Regions from separate parts of the Rattus norvegicus genome. Here regions 1 and 2 are each linked to region 3. The links are chromatin contacts, called in public Hi-C maps. All regions are on one chromosome and are shown on one strand. The core of a region is the stretch at or near the end of the contact, and the rest is flanking DNA. Distances in the headings are between cores, read along the strand shown.

Region 1 (2,711 bases), core at 90-2,589, 190 kb after region 3:
AAATATGTAGTGGTATGTTAAGAAAAATCTCATACCTATTCCCTCATCTGCTCACCTAATTCCTGTCCCTCTCCCATCAATACTGTTTGGTCCTTTATATATCCCTCAAAACGATATACAAAGCTATCTTGAAATTAAGCTAATGTTTTCTGGGTCCACCTGGGAGAACGAAGAAAAAGTGAAAGAAGTCATCTATCCTGCTTTATTCTAAGGTTGTGTCCTATACCCCTCAACAGACATACATACACCCCAACACCACATGTATAGGACATCAATTGGTGTAAAGATGAGCTAGGCATTAAATATAGCAATAACTGATGACCCTTCAGCCCTTACATGCACCTGAAATACCCTAACACTTGACACGACTATCTCCTCTGAATTTAACAATAACCTTAAAGGGTGAATCAGAGAAGGAAACTACGGCCCTGAAAAGGTAACTTGTCGAAGCAAGAAAGAGAACAGGGCTTTGAACTAAAGTTCTTCCCCCAAAGCATGTATCCCTACGTTAGTAAAACAGTCTTCTGCACCCGTTGGAGTTCAGCCTAATGTGGGAGAAAGGCGTGAAAAGGGCAGACAACAAAGAAATATGCAATTACAGGCTAAGAAAATAGTGCAACAGAAAAGGAATTGGGTGATCTGATAGAATAACAACGGGGGCCTACTTTAGAAAAGGAGGAGGAACGTTGAGGCCTCTGAGAAGATGACATTTATGATAGGCTTGGGAACCGTTTGGGGGGGCGGGGGTGCTGCAGTGAAGAGGACCCCGACCTGCTTACAAGGGGCAAACACGAGACCAGTAGAAGATGAAGCCAACTCGCCAAGGTCCTCCAGACACGCAGACGTGGCGCAGGGAAATGAGGATCTAGAAACTCGGCCCAGGGCTTATTATACGCGCCATCAATACCCCAGGCAGTCCGATCCCACTCGGCCCAGACCCGCAGGCCTCCGAGCTGGCCGCTGCCCCTCGTCCCACCGTGGCTGACAGCGTCCGGACGGCACACAGGACAGCGCCGCGGCCAGCCAAGGGGGATCTGGCCGGTCCCGCAGCGGCCTGGAAAGGCCTCTTCCCCGGCCCCTGGCCAGCTCCAGCCTGGCCCGCCCCGCCCCGCCCCTCCGGGCCGGCCTCGTACCTGCACCGCTCGGACCAGGCCTCGGCCGGTGAGCTGGCCCTGCCGCAGCTGCAGCAGGATGTTACCCGGTCGCGGCCGACCTCCCCAGCCGCCCCACGCCGCCGCGGTAGCGGCCGACCGCCTCCCCCGGCTGGCCCCAGCTCCAGCCGCTGCGGGCGCTGCCGCCATGTCTCCTCGTCCGACAAACAGGAAGCAAGCGGTCCCGAAGCCGCGTCGATTTCTACGGGGCGGCGGAGGACTCTATATCGCCCCCAGTGGACTGACGCGGAGGTGCAAGCCGCGTGGCAAGGGCTGTACGTGCCCCAAGGCCTTATGGGAATTGTAGTCTTTGCGGAGGGTGGGCAGGTAGCGGAGATGCTGCTCTTCCTGGACCACCCACTTATTTTTCTCCCACGTCCCACTTCCAGCATTTCTACGAGGTTGCTCCAAGTGGATGACCGGTCAGTCGCTGCGTGCACAAGGTCTCAAATTTTTCGTCTAGTGGGAAATGATGCAGCCCAGTGGCCAGGGAAGGATTCTAGGCCCTAGGCCAGAGTTGACACTTGACAGATGTCCTCTTCCGTTTACAACTGACTTTAGCCAAGTCACTGCACTTTACCCCTAGCCCTTAGTCCATTCAATATTTAGGCCCTGGGAGCCGGATCAGTCAACTAATATTTTATTAGAATTAACAAATATGTTTTATGTAAATGATACATAAAGGACCATCAATGTGCTATGGCTTATTCGAAGAAAATGGCAAAAAAAATTTTTCATTTACAGATGTCAATAGTTTCTAAAGGCACCAGCTGTACTCCTCACACTGAATAGACAGGTGAGGTGGAGGGTGAGGTGACAAGTAGAAACGCAGAGGACCCTGTTAGGGAATGAGGATTTCAGGGGACCACAGCAAATCCACACAAATAAAAGCAATTGTCTATGTCGTTCAATGACAGCCATGATGTTCAATGGAATAACGCAAGGAGACAGGATTGGCAAACTGATCCCCTATGAAGTAGAACATTGCCCTAATTTTCCCCACAAGTAGAACTGAATTCACATGCTTGGACAAACCTCTGTAGCAGGGTTGTGCAGACTCTCTCTCTCTCTCTCTCTCTCTCTCTCTCTCTCTCTCTCTCTCTCTCCACTTTCTCTTCTAGGAGGTAATCTTGTAACAGAATGAGAAGAGTTGAGTGTGTCAAATTAGGATGCCTTGAAGTTTGCTACTTGTAACTAAGGTGGATACAATTTGTTGCCCAAACCAGAAGTCTTTAAAGAGTGGAATGATGTAGTAATTGCAGCGGAACAACAGTTTATGAGCACTGCCAAGGCCAACTAGACTGCGGTTGTCATCTTCATGCTCACTTACAAGGTGTGGCTCCCTCCCACCTCCAGCAGATCACTGCCAGGTTGCCTAGTTTAAAGCAAATAAAATAGGATCTGGAGAGCTAAGTCAGTGCGTAGAGGCACCGGCTGCCAAGACTGTCGGAGACCTAAGTTGTTGGGTCCCCTGAACCCATATAGGTGGAAGGAGAGAAATGATTCCTCCAAATCAAATAATTGCCCTCTAATCAATCAATCAATCAATCAATCAATCAC
Region 2 (2,700 bases), core at 33-2,532, 250 kb after region 3:
AACAAGAGGTGTATTTGAGGAACCAGAGCTCTGGGGACAACACGTATCTCACACAGGAGACAGAGGAGTCGACCCAAGCCCAACTAGGGGAAGGCATTTATAGGGAAAACTACATAGGTAGTTGGCAACAGTCACACAAAGCAAAGCAATTTCACTGGTTTGTTTACATTGGCGCACATGATCTAACTTCAGGCCACCCTGCCTCTTGGATGAGCTGACCCCAACTCTTTTTTCTCAGGACTGGTAAGTCAGGCCTTATCGAGGCCAGATGGCTTATGTTCAGCCAGGCCTTCCTTATCGAGGCAGGATGGTTTATGCTGAGCCAGGCCTTATCGAGGCCAGGTGGTCTATGGCTGGACTACTTCTCCATAACATGTTATGTTATTCTTTTGTGAGGTGCACTTGTCCTCACAGCAGGGTCAGTGGGGGATAGTTTAAAATCTTTATTCTTTCAGGAGAATGACATAATGTATGAAAAAAATGCCATAATGAAACCCATTACTGTACATACCAACTTAAAAATGCATAAGACTGGGCATGGTGGCTAATAACTTTAATCCCAGCACTCAGGAGGCAGTTGGAGCTCTGTGAGTTCAAAGCCAGCCTGATAGAGTGAGATCCCGCTTTTTAAAAAAATAAGAAGAAAACGCACAAAGCAAAACGCCCTTATATAAGTGAACACATATTTCAGGAAATATTGCTTACTAAGAATAATGCACCAGGTTTCTTATTCTGTCCTACTAAATTTTTTAAAAACATACTAATCTGTGACGTCATTGCCACCAAATGACTATGACCTGCTCGATGCTGAGATTTCTCTAGATCGTTCCCAAATCTCTGCTACATATTTCTGAGAACCCCTCTCCTCCAATTGGGTAATCCTGTGTACTTAAACTTCTAATAAAATGTAGGCAGCAGTCCTGGAAAGCTAAATTCTATTCCTGGATCTGGCGTCATCACGAAGTACAAACTTTGGGCAAATCCCTACATCTCTCTGGACCTCAGTTTCCCCGTCATCTCTACATTCTCTGAGTTGGCAACATCGAAAGCAGACGCCCCACCCCCTGACTCAGCGGCGACCGGACTTCTCACCAAGCCTTTCTCCCCCTTTTCCGCTCTTCCTCTAGCCTCGGAAGCCAGCAGCGGGAGGAGAAACGGGCAGGTCCAGGCAGGAGGGCCCGCGGCTGGGAGGGGCCGAGGCGAGCCGGCCCCCTAGTAGGAAATGAGACAGAGCGAAGCAACACTTTAAAAGCCCGACTCCCTCTTCCTCCACGCATTCACTGGTCTCTTTCCACCCTTCCCTCTCCCTCCCGCCCTTCCCGGACAGCCGCCCTTCTCTTTCCTAATCAGCAACCTCAGGAGCCCGAGCCTGCCCGGACCCAGGTGGGACCCAGAACTTCAGCTCCAGGATGTTGACGAAGTTTCTGTCGCTGCTGCTGCTGCTGCTGCTGCTTGGCTGCGCCTTTTGTAACTCCGATGGTGAGTTAGGGTCACGGCTCCTTCTTGGGGGGTGTTCTGGGGACTTGGTGTATTGGGGAACTTTGACATGACTTCTAACCCACACAGCTTGGATGTCCACAGCTGCTGGCTTTGGCTCATATTTCAAAGACAGGGTGAGGACGTTCAGTTAACTCTGCAGAGAAGGCTTGGGGGAGGCTGTTGGAAGGGACCTGTAGAGTAAGAATGAGGTGAGGCGACAGGGAGAGTAGTGTCAGTCTAGGGAAGATAGGAAGAGATGGACAGAATAGGGAGACACTAGGAAAGCAGAGACAAGTTTGGGGGTTGAGATGAGGGGGTGAGGGCAGGTAAGGTGGGAGAAGGGAGGCCAAGAGCCAGGGTCAGAAGATCAGGCTGCAGGAAGCTCTTAAACAGAGAGGGGGAATTATCACCAGACACTGTTGATGCCCAGCTCTCCCCCCGCCCCCCGCCCCCCACCCCACCCCCCCACCCCACTTCCTATAGCCTCTGTCTCTCCCTCAGAGAGACAGAATTTAGAGCGCCTACTGTACTTTATACACACATTGACTCGTTTATCCGTGGTGAGCAATATTTTCATATTGATGTTACAGAGGGGAAAACCTGGTCACAGGACAGTTAAAGGTCATTGCTAAGGTTACTGACATATCCACACTTGCAAACACAGAAAGCAACTTCTCAAACTCAACAGGGTGGGAGGTAGGAGGGAGTTACAATGTCAACATGGCCAAGGCCCTTTCCTGGGCATTGAAGACAGATAATCAAACCCAGCTTCCATAGAGATTTGCCACGCAGAGCAAAGGCAGCAGAGTAACCCGGACAAGCTCTTCACATGGTGGCCGAAAGTTGGCATGAGGAACTCCAAGCCATTTGGTAAAACTGAACACGGAGATTCATCAGAAAATGAAACTTGCTGTGGATCTCAAGCTGGGGCCAGACCCTGAGATCTGTCCTGTGGACAGATGTCCTATGGGGAGGCAATGACTTCAGATAGGCAGGCGGGTTGACTTCAGCTACCAGGATTCAAATTGTGGTTTGCCTTACTATCTTGGCCTCAGATTCCCATACACAAGAGGTTAATAATAGTAGCTACCATGTTAAAGCGTTAGGAGGAAGGCATACATACGTTAATAATGTGTGTACAACAGTGCCTAGAGTGTAACAATCACTTCATGGGTAGTAGCTGTTATTATGTGGGAGGGGTAGGGCACATCCCAGGAGGGG
Region 3 (2,700 bases), core at 176-2,675:
AAAAGGTGACACTAGGACATCCTTCCCCACATCTTCTACCGCCAAAGCTACCCGTCCGCCCCCCAAGACAATTAGTTTTGGCAGGCAGCTCTACCATTTGAGGACCCAAAGTCTCCACACCCGATTCCCACACCCAGCACAGGTAAAGTGAGATCCAGTCAGGTTGGTGGGGTTTGGTGGTCAGGAAGCAGGGGAGAGGATTTCCGGTTGCCGGGACAGGAGTGACAACAGAAGAGCCAGGCTAGAAAGAGCTGGAGCAGCATCCTCCGGTCCGGAAAGGGATGAAGCTCAAGTGCAGGCACCACCAGGAGGAAGTCAGAGAGGGAAGCAGAAGACTGCTCTAATGCCAGGAAGTGACGTTGAGGGAGAGAGGGCAGAGGGATGCAGGCTCGGGGATGGAGGGGATCACAGAGCTGGACCACATGGACAGGAGAGAGAGCAGTAGGGAAGGAACACCAAGAGCTCTCTTGGTCCCCAGCTCCCTCTCAAGCCCGGCTTCCTTCCCAACCTCCATCTCCTTCAGTTTCTGCACAGGGTTGAGAACACAGATCTTGTTGCTGACCAGAAGCTCCTATCAACCTGACTAACATCCGGGCCAGATCCACATCTCCAGAAGGGGTAGGGTAAGCCACAGAGCAGCAAAGGCACTGTAGTCCCCAAGGACTTAGAGAGGTCATGCAGTCCATCCCCTTGTCTCCCAATACCCACAATTCCCAGACCGAGAGGCATCATATTTTTCTTTACCCATCTCTGGACACGAAGAGATAGATTTTTCAGATCTTCTCCGGACACTCTGCTTCCCATAATCCCCGGCTGTGGTGAAGTTCTCCTTAAGATCTAGACTCCATCCCGCCTGCTGCAGTCTCCTACTTGGTTTCCTCTATCCTGTCCTCTGTGGCTAGAGACAAGCCTTTACTAGGTGATCACAGCTGTTCTATAGGCTCTCCCCTCCAGCGTCCCTTCCTTCTCAATGGGTTCTTCCTAAAAGGTAATCATAGTCCTTTCTGCTGCAGTCCTTGCGTCCTCTCCTGTGTCGCATCCTACGCCTCTAAGGCAAAAATACCCCTTTCCCCACCAGACAGTTAACAGGGCTGAGGGAGAAGGGGAGAGGTCCAGGATGCAGCGGATGAATGAAGGAGATGGGAGAATGGAAATGGATGCTCAGAACAGAAGGAGGAGGACCAGGACGCCAGCCCCCACCCTCACCCCCCAAGGTGGGGCAGGGATGGGGCCAGAGGGCCTCACCAGTATCCGGGTCTCCCAGGAAGGCATCCTCGTCCTTACGGCCCCTCAGCGGGGCCGCAGGCGCTGGCTCGTCCTCGGGCAGCCTCGGGAAGCTGGTGATGCTCATGTAGTCTACTGGTGAGTAGGCGCCTAGGGCGCTCTCCTGGCTAGCCTCGTTCTCTGCCGCCATCCTCGCCCTAACCCCCAGCAGCGCAGAGCCTGCCGGAAGTGGCAGTGAAGGGGGGGGTGCGAGGGCGGAGGGCGGGGTCTGAGCTCCTGGACAGCCGGGAGGGGGCGCCCCCACCCTCAGCAGTGTCCTAGTCTGACTCGCCCCCGCCTGCTTAAAGTCTATTGCTTGCAGCCTGCAGGCAGGTGCAGGAGGATGGGAGCCCAGAGGACAGTGGAAGGTTGCCAGGAAGAGGACGCTACTCTCAGATCTTCAAACAATTCCCGGTCTTTCCTCCTTCCTGTCTGAATCCAGCTCAGATTCCATATGCGTTTAGGACCACAGACTGACTTTTGAGCGCAAATTTCTCCTTGACTTCAGATCTTATGACCACTCACCTCTTAGAACCCTTAATCTCTCTGTGGTCGCCAAGATTCTCCTCCTCTAATCTCAAACTATTCCTCCGACCCCTCTCAAGACTACTCTTCAAACCCTCAGAGTTCTTTTCAACTTATGAGTCTGCCTTCATTTCAACCCAAGATTCCTTTTCAATCCCCAACCCCTATTTCATCCTGACTGCTTTTTCATTTGCAGACCTTCTTGAACCTCTCCTTCGATCTCGAATCCCTCTCTGTGCCCCCACCAAATTGCTCACATTTCTCTTTTAAATCCTAACTCCTTCTGGAACCGTCCTGACGTATCAGCATGGGAGATTGGCCCCTCCTGAAAGCCCACTCCCAACTTTAGGACTTTTAGAAGCAAATCCTCAGATTCCACTTCAGAAAATGTGACCTAGTAGGCCTGAACATGGTCTTTGGAACCTTAATGTTCTTTGGCATTTTAAAGAGTTCTTGATGTGGTTCTGGAGGTAAAGGAAAAGTAACAATGGTGTGGTAGAGCAGGACAGTGGGGTAAGAACAGGGGCTTAGGAAGTAACTCATTGGTAGAGTGCTTGCCTGTGTGAGGGGTTGACGCCTGGCATCAGAAGAAAAAGAAAAGGATGAGGAGGGCGGGGGAGAAGCAAAGAAAGAAGAGGGGGAAAGAAAGGTAAGAATGAAAACGGGTTTCTGAACCCTAGGTGCTTGCCAAGCCCGTCTCTGGAACTGCTCTCCTAGCTCCAAGAATGAAAGTTATGAGTCCAAACTTCTACTCTTAGGTCCACAGACAGGGAAATGGGGTTGGTGAAGCTGTGGATATGCAATACTCCTTTCTTTCCTGATCCCTGGCTCCCGGCTCAGCGTGACTTGAGCTGTTTTAGTATTTACCACGGAACATTGAGCAGCCGTGTTACTTGTAGACAGCAGGGGGCA

The links. A called contact is a pair of places that touch in the nucleus more often than the background predicts.
Region 1: a contact with region 3 is called in a Hi-C map of liver, with 2.6 times the contacts expected there. The contact joins the promoter of Trpc4ap here to the promoter of Ggt7 in region 3. A contact is called at or near these places in 4 of 12 Hi-C or Micro-C datasets (frontal cortex, kidney, liver and 1 more) and 1 of 1 datasets of contacts at active chromatin or transcription factors (oligodendrocytes).
Region 2: a contact with region 3 is called in a Hi-C map of liver, with 2.9 times the contacts expected there. The contact joins the promoter of Procr here to the promoter of Ggt7 in region 3. A contact is called at or near these places in 9 of 12 Hi-C or Micro-C datasets (the A7r5 cell line, Schwann cells, frontal cortex and 4 more) and 1 of 1 datasets of contacts at active chromatin or transcription factors (oligodendrocytes).

Annotation. Positions count from the first base shown.
Region 1 is chr3:164,651,784-164,654,494 of GRCr8, forward strand. It overlaps Trpc4ap (transient receptor potential cation channel, subfamily C, member 4 associated protein), which reads right to left and starts at 1,340. Exons shown (of 19, transcript NM_001100748.1): 1 at 1,134-1,340. The coding sequence starts at 1,301.
Region 2 is chr3:164,713,445-164,716,144 of GRCr8, forward strand. It overlaps Procr (protein C receptor), which reads left to right and starts at 1,283. Exons shown (of 4, transcript NM_001025733.2): 1 at 1,283-1,479. The coding sequence starts at 1,410.
Region 3 is chr3:164,460,205-164,462,904 of GRCr8, forward strand. It overlaps Ggt7 (gamma-glutamyltransferase 7), which reads right to left and starts at 1,426. Exons shown (of 15, transcript NM_130423.2): 1 at 1,246-1,426. The coding sequence starts at 1,414.